2 separate regions of the Mus musculus genome follow, and region 2 is linked to region 1. Evidence: chromatin contacts called from public HiChIP or PLAC-seq data. All regions are on one chromosome and are shown on one strand. Each heading gives the region's core, a stretch centred on a gene start, on an enhancer-like site or on the middle of the called end of the contact. The rest is flanking DNA. Distances are from core to core; before and after follow the strand shown. Region 1 has its middle 23 kb from the start of 7530416G11Rik. Region 2 overlaps Wnt7b (wingless-type MMTV integration site family, member 7B).

Region 1 (4,900 bases), core at 650-3,149:
TCACAGAGAGGGACAGGAAGGGCCCACTACAGGGAGGGAGTTGCACCTGCTGTTTCCCTGAGGTGACACTTGGGTGAAACCAAGAAGCTCTCCAGGGAGTGAGCCAGAGGGTACAAGAGATGAGTGTTCAGGCAAGGGGGACAAACAGAGGTACTGAGGCCCAGGAGAACCTGGACTCGGGAGTATTCGGGCAGCAGTGACCAGATTGCTACTGTGAAGAAGCCAGAGCCACCCAGGGCCATCAGCATCCCTGCCTGCTCTAAGCAAGATGAGACTATGGGGCATTTCACGGGTGACTTAGGCTTAAGCGGGTAGAGATGTAGTGACCACACTGGAGGCAGGGAGCCAGGAGAGGTCCAAATCTGGCACAGTCTCTGAGAGCAAAGGCAGTCAGGTAACCTAGCCAGTCAGGGAGGGAAGGAGAAGTGGCAACAGACCTAGAGTGGTGCCCCAAGCCTTGCTGACAGATTCCATGTGGGGAAGGTGGGAGGGGCAGGAGGAAGGAGGAAGAGGAGTGGAGGAGAGGAGAGGTAGGATAGCTGTGGAGATTCTGAGCCAACGTCTGGCAGAATGGAGTGGCCAGTTACTCTCTGAACTGGGAAGGCTGGGTAGGGATGAGTCTGGGCCTGGAACTGTGTGGCTGCTGGCACCTTTCCGTGGGAAACACCCCAGGAGGAAGCTAGGTGTAGGAATTCAAGCCCAGCGCAGTATTCAGCTGGCAACATTAGTGCTTGGAGCTGAAGAGTCCATGGAGACAAGGAAAAGCCAAGTCAGCTAGCCCTGGAGAACAGTAGATCTATTAAGAGTGGAGAAGGCCAGGTGGAGGAACCCCCGAAGAAGCAGCTATGGGGGGCCAGCAGCAGTTGAGGTGGAAGTGGTCTAAAGGACTGCAGAGCTGGAGCAACCAGGCAGACCTTTGGGGTAGTCAAAGGCTTAAGGCAGGGGAAGGGATGGAGATGCAAATAGATACTACTTGGGTGGGGGGCGTCTTTCTAGGGAGCAAGGGACTAAGACATGGTGCTTCAGGAGAGGTGTGCTCTACAAAGGAGCTTTTACAAAGGAAGGTATCACAGGGACTGGGTGGTGGGTATAGGCCAGGAGTCTCCATAGCATCATAAATTGAGATGACCTGAGAGTGATCCTGGGGGCTGGGGGAGGGGAAGTAACTTCCGGAGGTTGGTGTCTATAGAAGCAGGAAGGCCCTGAGCTGGCAGATAACTGTCGATGGGAATGGGTTAAATGGCTGCAGGTGGAGAAGAGACACTGAGGTTGGTGAGGCCACAGTCACACCTGCATCACCACACTGTATCAGGGAGTGGACGGGGGGGGGGGAGTGTTGCGGGGGGAGGGTTTGCATTAAACTAGGGTTGGGACTGTGCCAGCTGAGAACTCCACACGGAGATGGGGCGTGGGTGCTAAGAGCGTGCACACGAGGCGATGGAAAGTTAAGTGTGATGGAAATGACACCTGGCCTGAGGGAAAGGTGCAGGAGGCAGGGGGTTACCTGTAATGGCATGTTCACACTGCAGCTTTAGCAGGGGGTTACCTGTAATGGCATGTTCACACTGCAGCTTTAGCAAAGGGATGGCCTAACAAGGGTCTCTCTCTCTCTCTCTCTCTCTCTCTCTCTCTCTCTCTCTCTCTCTCTCTTAGCTGTCTCCATTGTTATGACAATAGCGGGAGCCCCCCCCCCCCTTAGCCCTAGGTTGCTGGGGTTAAAAGTGCAGGCAGGCAAAACCCTGGAATGGGCTGGGAAGCTTTGTCTCCCGCCCTCAGCTGGGGTGGTGCTTGAGCCAGGAGCTGAGGTGGCTGTGAGCGCACCTCCCAGAGGGTGAGAAAAACCTCCAAGGTAGCAGCAGCCAGAAAGCAGGCAGGCTGTGTGGGAAGCAGGTGGCTGCTGCCTCCTCCTCCTCCCTCCAGGCCATCCCCCAGAGGGCAGTGCAGGATCACCTCTGGCTATATGGCTCCTCTAGCTGGGAGCCCAGAGGCTGCCAACCTGCCTGATCTGGGGCTTGCTCCTAAGGCCTTTTTAGTTCAGAGTAGGTGCAGGCCAGGCAGCTCAGTGCTTGCCACAAGAGACCCTTCACATCATTGTAGTGTTGCCACTGGAGAGGAAGAACTTCCTCAGGCCACGCAGCTAGGAGTGGGTCCACTCCTTCCTCCACTGCCTGGCTCCTCCACTCCACTAGCACCCCCTCCTTTATTTTCCAATGCAGCCAGTGTTCTTATGTTTGTCCTCCTGGAAAGCCAGGACCCTGCTTGTCAAGTCAGGTCTGGCTCACACTGGACCAGCAGTGAGCACCTCTGGCCAGGCTGGGATTCAGGCCCAGGACCACCTTACACATGAAAAGGAGGCAGAGTCCTGATGTGAGGAGCCCTACTGTGGGCAAGCTATTCCTGTCCTGTACCTACTTGCTGTCTTGCCTCAGTGAGACTGTACGCCTGTCCACCTCAGCCAGAGGAAAGTGCAGTTTCTGACCCCATGCAAGCTCCCCAGAGTTCAGACCTTGAAAGACAAATGGAAAATTCGTAACTGCTCAGTACACCCTGTCTTAGGCAGTGGGTTGGGACAGGCTCCTCTAGGACCCACCCATGTCCCTACCTCATTCCAGTGCCGAGCTGGTCTGGTCTGTGGAGAGTAGGAGGTGGGTGTGCCTGGAGCACAAACCAGGGAGAAAGAGAACCTGAAGGTAGAGGCCTCAGGGGAGAGGGGCACAGAGGGACGGGGGAGGGTGGGGACCGGTGGGGTGGGAGACCACAAGGGGAGGGGAAGAGTTCTGAACAGGAAGTTCAGAAACGCAGAGAAGGAGAAGCAATTGGAAGGACAGAGAGGGGAAGCCAAGGAAGGTGAGAAGCTGGAGGTCCAACCTGGCTTCGGAATAGGTTTATCATTTGCAGGTTATTAACGGCTGGGAAGAGACTGTAGCTGGAAACCCTCCCAGTGCCAGCTAAATGCCTTGCAGAAAACCCCAGCTGTGTAGGACTCTGGGAACAAAAGGTCCCCCCCCCCCCCCCGTAAACAACTGAGGTGTGGAGTCTCTGGGTAACTCAAGGACCTCACATTCAGACACTGGAGTTGTGAAACCTGAATACCTGACGAGGTTATTTAACCGTCTTCTGCGCTTGATGGCAGTGGAATGTGGACTTACCAAGTATGAATCATCATCAGGAAAATACCCAAGTCACCCCAATTACACCATTATCAATGGCTGCATCGCCCTGCAACCCAACGCAATGAAACTGGAGAGAACGCCAGCTGGGCCGGGCCTGGAGGAATCCGGCTCTTGGCGAAGATTGCCTGCCTGGCAGCGGCCTCTGCAGTCATGCCAAGCCACAAGCCTTGTGTGGTCGCTGTGCTGAGGTGTCAGGCCCATTTTACAGTCATGGAAACTAAGGCTCACCAGAGCTCAGTCCACTCCTGTAGCTCTAACCATAGAGGAGGGCCCAAAAGGAGAAAGGTTGTTTGAAGCAGTGGCTGTGAGCTCTGGAATTGGGGAGGGGATAGAATCACTGGGGACTGCCATCTTGGAATGACCATCCAGGGAGCATCTAGTTTGTGTTAGCACATGCCGTGAGCAGTGCAGGCAACACTTCGTTAATAGGTGCAATTGCCTCTGCTATGCAGAACGGCAAGATGAAAAGAATCCATTACTGGCCATGGTCATAGAGTTGGTAGATACAGAAGCCCAGCCCTATGTGACCAGGGCCTGTTGTTCCCCTCAGTGATGACTGCCTCTGTGTCCATGGCTAAAGATGAACAAGCCATGGAACTTGTCTGCCATTATGCTCCTTGTGTGCACACCACTGTGCCCACCTGCACAGAGCACATGGGCCTCCTGCCTCCCTCTGACATTTTGTGGCAGTAAGCCTGGCCTTTTGGAGCAAGGAGCCAACTACAGCTGGCCCACCCACGAGCCGGTAGCACTCCTTGCTCTTAATCAGTAAGATATGTTTCTGGAATAAAAACCACATCAGCATTTTCATTTTCAAGTTCAGACAAGGTTGGTTTTTTTTTTTTTTTCCTTCCTACTTTTCCCTTCAGATGGGCGAGGCTAATCCTCCCTCTTGAATGACAGGTCTATAGACTCAGCCATACAGCCATACACTTAAGGCAGTATGGAATCAAGGACGACAGCCCAGGGAGACTTCTTCCTTGAGTTTTTCAGATTGCAATAACACCACAACCCATAATTACCGATGTGAAACATTTAAAGTGATCCCAAAACTAGAGTGAAGCTCACCCTTGTCCTGACTCCTGGCAAAGCCAGATGGAAGGTCCTTTCTCTAGCGAGGGTCTGCACTGGGAGGAGGAAGGGCTGACAGGGACTTACAGACTCGGAAACTCAGGGCAGAGGTGGGGGGGGGGGCAGGGAGAGGGGCACTTAGGAATTGCAGCATCCATGGGTCCAGGTGTGCACTGCACCTCAGCAGACACCAGTTACAACATCCAGGGAGACAAGATGCAGGTGGGGGGTGGCTAGGAGGGGTTCACCATGGTGACTGAGTAAATATTAGTGTTCCTTCCCCTCTGCTGTCTCATACATTCAAATGAAAAGGCTCTGCTTCTACAACTGAGCTTGATTGTGTTCTTTCTTCCTTCTTAAGAAACGGGGAAGGGGAGACAAATTCAGTGTAATAAATTCACTGGACATTATAATAAATTGTTCTGGAAAGTTCCCAAGTGAAGCCCCCAAGTGGAGTCAGAGTCAGCAGGGTGAAAGGCGGCTCTACGCAAAGCTAATGGCATGTCTAATTTAGAATTGAACCTGCAAGAAGAGTTCAGTTGGGCAGTCTCCACTCCATGGCTCCACTGATATTCTCAACAGTGTGATTCCCCCACCCCACACACACACTGCACCCCCATCTCAGGCATTGCTGGAAGCTTGACACCTGGGCAGTG
Region 2 (4,900 bases), core at 1,231-3,730, 89 kb before region 1:
TTTCTTATAGCACCCAGGACCACCAGCCCAGGGATGGCACCACCCACAGCGGGATGGAAACCACCCTTATCAATCCTTAATCAAGGCAATGCTCCCACAAACTTGCCCACAGGCCAGTCTTATGGAGGCATTTTCTCAATAAAGACTCCCTTTTCCTAGATGACCCTAGCCTGCCTCAAATTGCCATAAACATACAAACAAATAAACAACAACAACAAACTAGCTACACTTATATGTTGTGAAGCCTTCCAAGGACTGGAGCATGGCTGGAGGAAAAGCCAGAAGTCCCATCAGTTGATACCAATGACTTCCATCACTGGGCAGAACCTTTTCCCATAGCGCTTTCCGATCCGCCCTCTCTTTGTGTTCAAAAGTCCCACCAAGCAAACCTAAGTAGTGATGTGTGGCCCACTCCTTAGAAGGAAGAAGACAGGCAGGATTTCAGATTACCCCCAGCAGGAGGCCATTGGGTGTAAAGCAGACTTTAAAAGCCCTGGTTGGGTATTTTGTGTTGCACACCTGTTACCCTAGCACTCAAGGCTGAGGCAGGAAGATCATGGGTTCAAAGCCAACCTGGGTTTCATACTGAGGCCCGTTTCAACATCTTTAGAATGAGAATAGACCAGCTGTCTTGTTGGCTCCTGACTAGGAACATAGGCCCCAGGGTTCACATTTCCAGAAAGACCTGTCTTGTGAACCTGGTATGCACAGCCTGTCTGGAGTCTACTGTTGAGTCTCTTTCCTCCCTGGCTGCTGTCACAGGGGCTAAACCAAGCCACCTTAGCATAGGACCCTGAGGGTGGGGAGACCAGGGCTAGGTGTGTCCAAGGTCAGAGTGTCTGAGACTGGATTTGAACCCAGGTCTGTAGGGCTCTGAGGTTCATGGTGCCTCCCAGCCTCTAACTAATACGGTTGCCTCTCTCACATTCGGTACAGTTTATAAGGGTTGAGAACCCAACTAGGGCAGTAGGTTGCAATTGGTCCATGGACCAGGAGATCCCAGGCCCTGAGCACAGGCTTCCTCTACAGCTTGGGTGCTAGTTTTTGCTTTAGTTCTGGGGATAGAGATGTGATGCTCTTGTAGGATGTAGATGTCGCTGCCTGGCTTGGCACTGCTCTAACAGCTCTGAGGCCAGCTTTAACAGGGAGAAAGGTAGGTAGATAGGTAGGTAGGTAGGTCTGGCCAGCCACCTTGTGACCTGTATGGAGGTTCAGTGTGTTCGTCATGATATACTCTTGGGTGCGGCTGGGCATGGACTTGAGGTATCCTTGGCTACTTGAGATCTTGGTTTTCCATCTGGGCGTGGCTCTAGAGCCCTTCTGGCAATTCCTACTGCGTTCACTTGACTCTTCACACTCCTTTAATTTACCTCAGCCTTTCCTGCCCACCTTCTTCCAAGTTCACACAGAACCCTGCAGCTCCCATAGCGGAGACCCTGACCTCCTGTTAGTAAGGATGACCCAGGGAAGGTTTTCCGGAGTAGGGTGACCCGAGATGCTTCAGAAGTCACCTCTATCAGTCTGAGGTTGAGGCAGAGACTGAGGGCTGGGCTGAGTCTGAACACCTTCTGGGAGGTTCACCTCTAGCAGGAAGTGCTGGGACTTTCCAAGAGCTGACCCTCCCCAGGAGCCAGATTTGTCAACCTGCTATCTCTGTGTTTCTGTGGTCAGGTAGACCAGGTTGGCCTGTGGGGAAAGGATGAATCTAAGCCACCGTAATGTTCCAGTAGACCGGAGTGCTGGAGTGGCCTTCTTGTGGACCAAGCAGGGCTGACATTCCCTTTGGTGACCCTGCCACAGGGTGGAGCACCAGATTAAGCCTGCCAGCTTCTCGGGGTGACCTTTTGAACCTTTGGATGGGCTTGAATGTACCATGGCCAAAGCACTGTGCAAAATGAGCGAGCCTGAGGTTGGTTGGGCAGGCAGGTGGTGTAGAGAGAGTGCTTGCCAGGGGCTCACAATTCTAGCTGCTATTTACCCTGTCACAGCTCTGGGACAGAGATGCATAGCATGAGGGACTCCAGGGACACAGCCCTGAAAATGCTCAGGAAGAATAGTGCTTAGATGTCTGTCCTCTTGCAGAGGGTGAGGTACAGGATAGATAGAGCTGGACAGCTTCCTTCCCTTCAGGCTGTGGCGCCTGTGGCGGCCATGCCTGAGGTTCTGCGTTTCCTTCCTGGCATGGTTGTGGTAGAGTATGTGACAATGACTCCACCTGAGGGAAGTCCTTTTGTGTGTGTGTGTGATAGCCCTGCTCCAGAGGCAACATAGGTTGGCGGCTTGTAGGTCAGTGATGCTTTCTGGACACCTCCCCCCCCCCCACACACACACAGACAGAGCAATGGGACAGGGTGTGTAGTCAGGGCTACAAGGCCAGACCCCTCTTCGCCTGTGCCTTCCAATGCGGGGACTCCTGTAGCAGGAAGGAACAGGGTAGCCACAGCTGCAGCGGGAAGGTATCAAGGAGGCAGAGACAAAGCCTTTGGTTTTATTGCTGCCAAGCTACTATTCAGCCTTGGACCAAACACAGCCCTTCTTTGAGCATCCTCTGGAAAATGGGAATAATGGGCTGCTAGCCAGGCTAGCCACTGGGATTGAGTGGCCCCCTTCCCAGGGCATTCATTCTGAGGCTGCTGACTGGGGAAGCCATCAAGGTCATGGGGAACATCCTAAGGTGAGGGATCATGGTACAGTCCCCAGGGGGCTTCTGACTCAGACAGGCCCCAGCTGTGATGACAAAAGATGTCAGGAATGGGCAGGCTCCTGGCTGAGGCTCACACTGCCCTGGGTGCTTGCTGTGTGGTCAGGCAGGCCCCACCCTCTCTAGGCTCTGTCTCCCACCTGATTCTGCATAAGAACTCAGCCCTGCCTTGAGGTCTGTCTGTAGAGAGATGGTGACTTGCTGTCCTCCATGTGTGGGACTTGGTCCCCAGACTCACAGCTCAGAACATACTCAGTATCCCAGGAAGTGCTGGCTCAGCCATCCAGTGTTTAGACTCCCAAACTGGCGGTAGGCCAGTGGGGCCTGCCAACTCCCTCCCACCGTTTACACCCACCTGTCCTTCTGTCCCTATGTCTCAGGTTGGTGTCTTGGCCAGCCATGCCTTCAGGGCACCTTGTATCACATAGGTTTTAAAGCAAGTGCCATGCTGGGCTTATGGGGGGGTCTCAGCACCAGTTGGGCTTCAGCCAGCCTCACAGCCTCGGGGGGGCCCTGGCATCTCTGAATGTGGCTGTCTCCATTTGTACTGTAGGAAGCAAAGAGTATGGGCCAGGGGAGCCACCTCAGCCTCTGTGCTGGGCCTGGCACACACACACACACACACACACACACACACACACACACACACACACGGTGTTTTCAAAGTGAGAACTGAGCAGGGTCAGACAGGCTTCTTGGAGGTGGAGGCACAGTGGACCCAGGAGTCCCATCTGACTGCTGGAGAGACAGGGTACCCTTCTGAGGGCAAAGACCTGATCCATTAAGGCCAGGACTTGGTATGTTATGTTGGGCCCTGCGTGCCAGGAAAGGCCCTGAAGTTTCTGAAGTCAGAGGTCAGTCAGTGAAATGACAGTGACCCCCATGAGGACTCAGTGAACCCATTAGCCCCCTTAAGCTCTTTGCCCATGTCGCCATGTGCCACTGGGTGGGCGTGGCTTTCCCATCTTCAACCACCCCAACCTACACAGGCTTCCTGCTCACCACCCCGCTTCTCCCAGACTGCCTTCTTTCTCTCCAGGGTGGGGTCCTGGGATGCCTGGCTGGAATGTTAGCTATGTGGAAGGGTGGGAAAGCCCTTAGCAGAATCTCTACTCTCTTGCCTGGGAACACCAGGAGCAGCTGAGGGGAGCAGTGGCTTGGAAAGATAGGAGCAAGTGGGGCCCAAGCTGGAGGGGAGGGACTGCCAACCATGGGCAGACTCTGTCCCCCACTACTGACAGATGGGTAGACTAAGGCCCAGATGGGTCAGAAAGAGTCAGAGACTTAGCAGAACTGGAACCTAGTTTCCACAGCCACGAAGACCCTCTTTGGGGGAGGGGGGTCTAGCCACAGGTACCCTGACTTTCGTCTCAGCCCCCTTGATATTCAAATGGGAAACTGAGGCCCAAGCAGGCCAGGGAGGGGTTTTGGAGGTGTATGAATTCCCAAGAAGAGGCCTAGAGTTGCCCACCCTCAGCCATCTGCAACCCCTGACTGCCTCCTTCTGGGTCTCTCTCTCAGTCTGTTTTCCCCTCTGTACATTTAGGCTTCAAGGTCCAACCCCAGAAACTGCTATAGGGATGAGTAGAACAAGCAGGAAGCTGAACTAAGTGTATGCTCTTTCAGCACTGTGGCGATGGGTGTAGACCATGTGCCAGGGCACGCTAAAGGGCTAGTTGGATGGCCAGGCTGGACCTGCCCCCTCTGCTACTCCCTCCAGGGCCTCACCTGGGTCCAGGTACTCACTATTGGGGTGGTGCTGCAGTGCCAGCACTTTGAGGTAGAAGCAGGAGGATCGGAAGCTCATGGTTATTCTTGACTTCTTAGTGCTTTTGAGGTTAGCCTGGGCTACATGAGACCCTGAAAGAAAGAAAAGGCAAAGAAGAGAGTAGAGGAGGGGAGAAGGGAAGGAGGGAAGGGAGAAGGGCCAAGGAACAAAACACAGCTTGGAGCTACATGCTCTGCCCAGGTTTCTGAGCTGGGGTTACCAGCCAGCAGAGGAAGACTGAAGGAGGACCAGAGGGAAGACAGGTAGCCTGAGGGCAGGGGCCTTGGCACCTGCTGTGTTCCGCCCTGACCAGTTCTGTTCCACAGACCTGCCAAAGGGACCTGCTGTGCTCAGTTCTGGCCTAGGTGAGCTCTCCTTGGTCAGTCTAATCAAATTCAGATTGTAGCTAATGTCTCTGTGTGTGTGTGGGT

What was found. HiChIP or PLAC-seq counts read pairs in DNA pulled down with a chosen protein or histone mark.
Region 2: a FOXA1 HiChIP or PLAC-seq map of pancreatic cancer cells shows a contact between it and region 1. The contact joins two enhancer-like sites. A contact is called at or near these places in 23 of 39 promoter capture datasets (the 3T3-L1 cell line, 3T3-L1-derived adipocytes, the HPC-7 cell line and 13 more), 1 of 15 datasets of contacts at CTCF or cohesin (the NIH/3T3 cell line), 38 of 484 Hi-C or Micro-C datasets (the 63-12 cell line, the C2C12 cell line, the CH12 cell line and 30 more), 18 of 115 datasets of contacts at active chromatin or transcription factors (astrocytes, craniofacial prominence, embryonic brain and 12 more) and 3 of 9 other capture datasets (adipose tissue, embryonic tail and pancreatic islet).

The regions. Positions count from the first base shown.
Region 1 is chr15:85,477,865-85,482,764 of GRCm38.p6, reverse strand. No RefSeq gene overlaps it. Among named protein-coding and RNA genes, the nearest start is that of 7530416G11Rik, 23 kb to the left of the region's middle. Within about 2 kb of position 1,899, at least 45 of the 459 cell types and tissues checked have an H3K27ac peak or open chromatin away from gene starts, as enhancers often do. A contact at or near this core is called in brain and pancreatic cancer cells, where this site is marked.
Region 2 is chr15:85,567,456-85,572,355 of GRCm38.p6, reverse strand. The region is part of intron 1 of Wnt7b (wingless-type MMTV integration site family, member 7B); the gene reads left to right. Among named protein-coding and RNA genes, the nearest start is that of AU022754, 11 kb to the left of the region's middle. Within about 2 kb of position 2,480, at least 51 of the 459 cell types and tissues checked have an H3K27ac peak or open chromatin away from gene starts, as enhancers often do. A contact at or near this core is called in brain and pancreatic cancer cells, where this site is marked.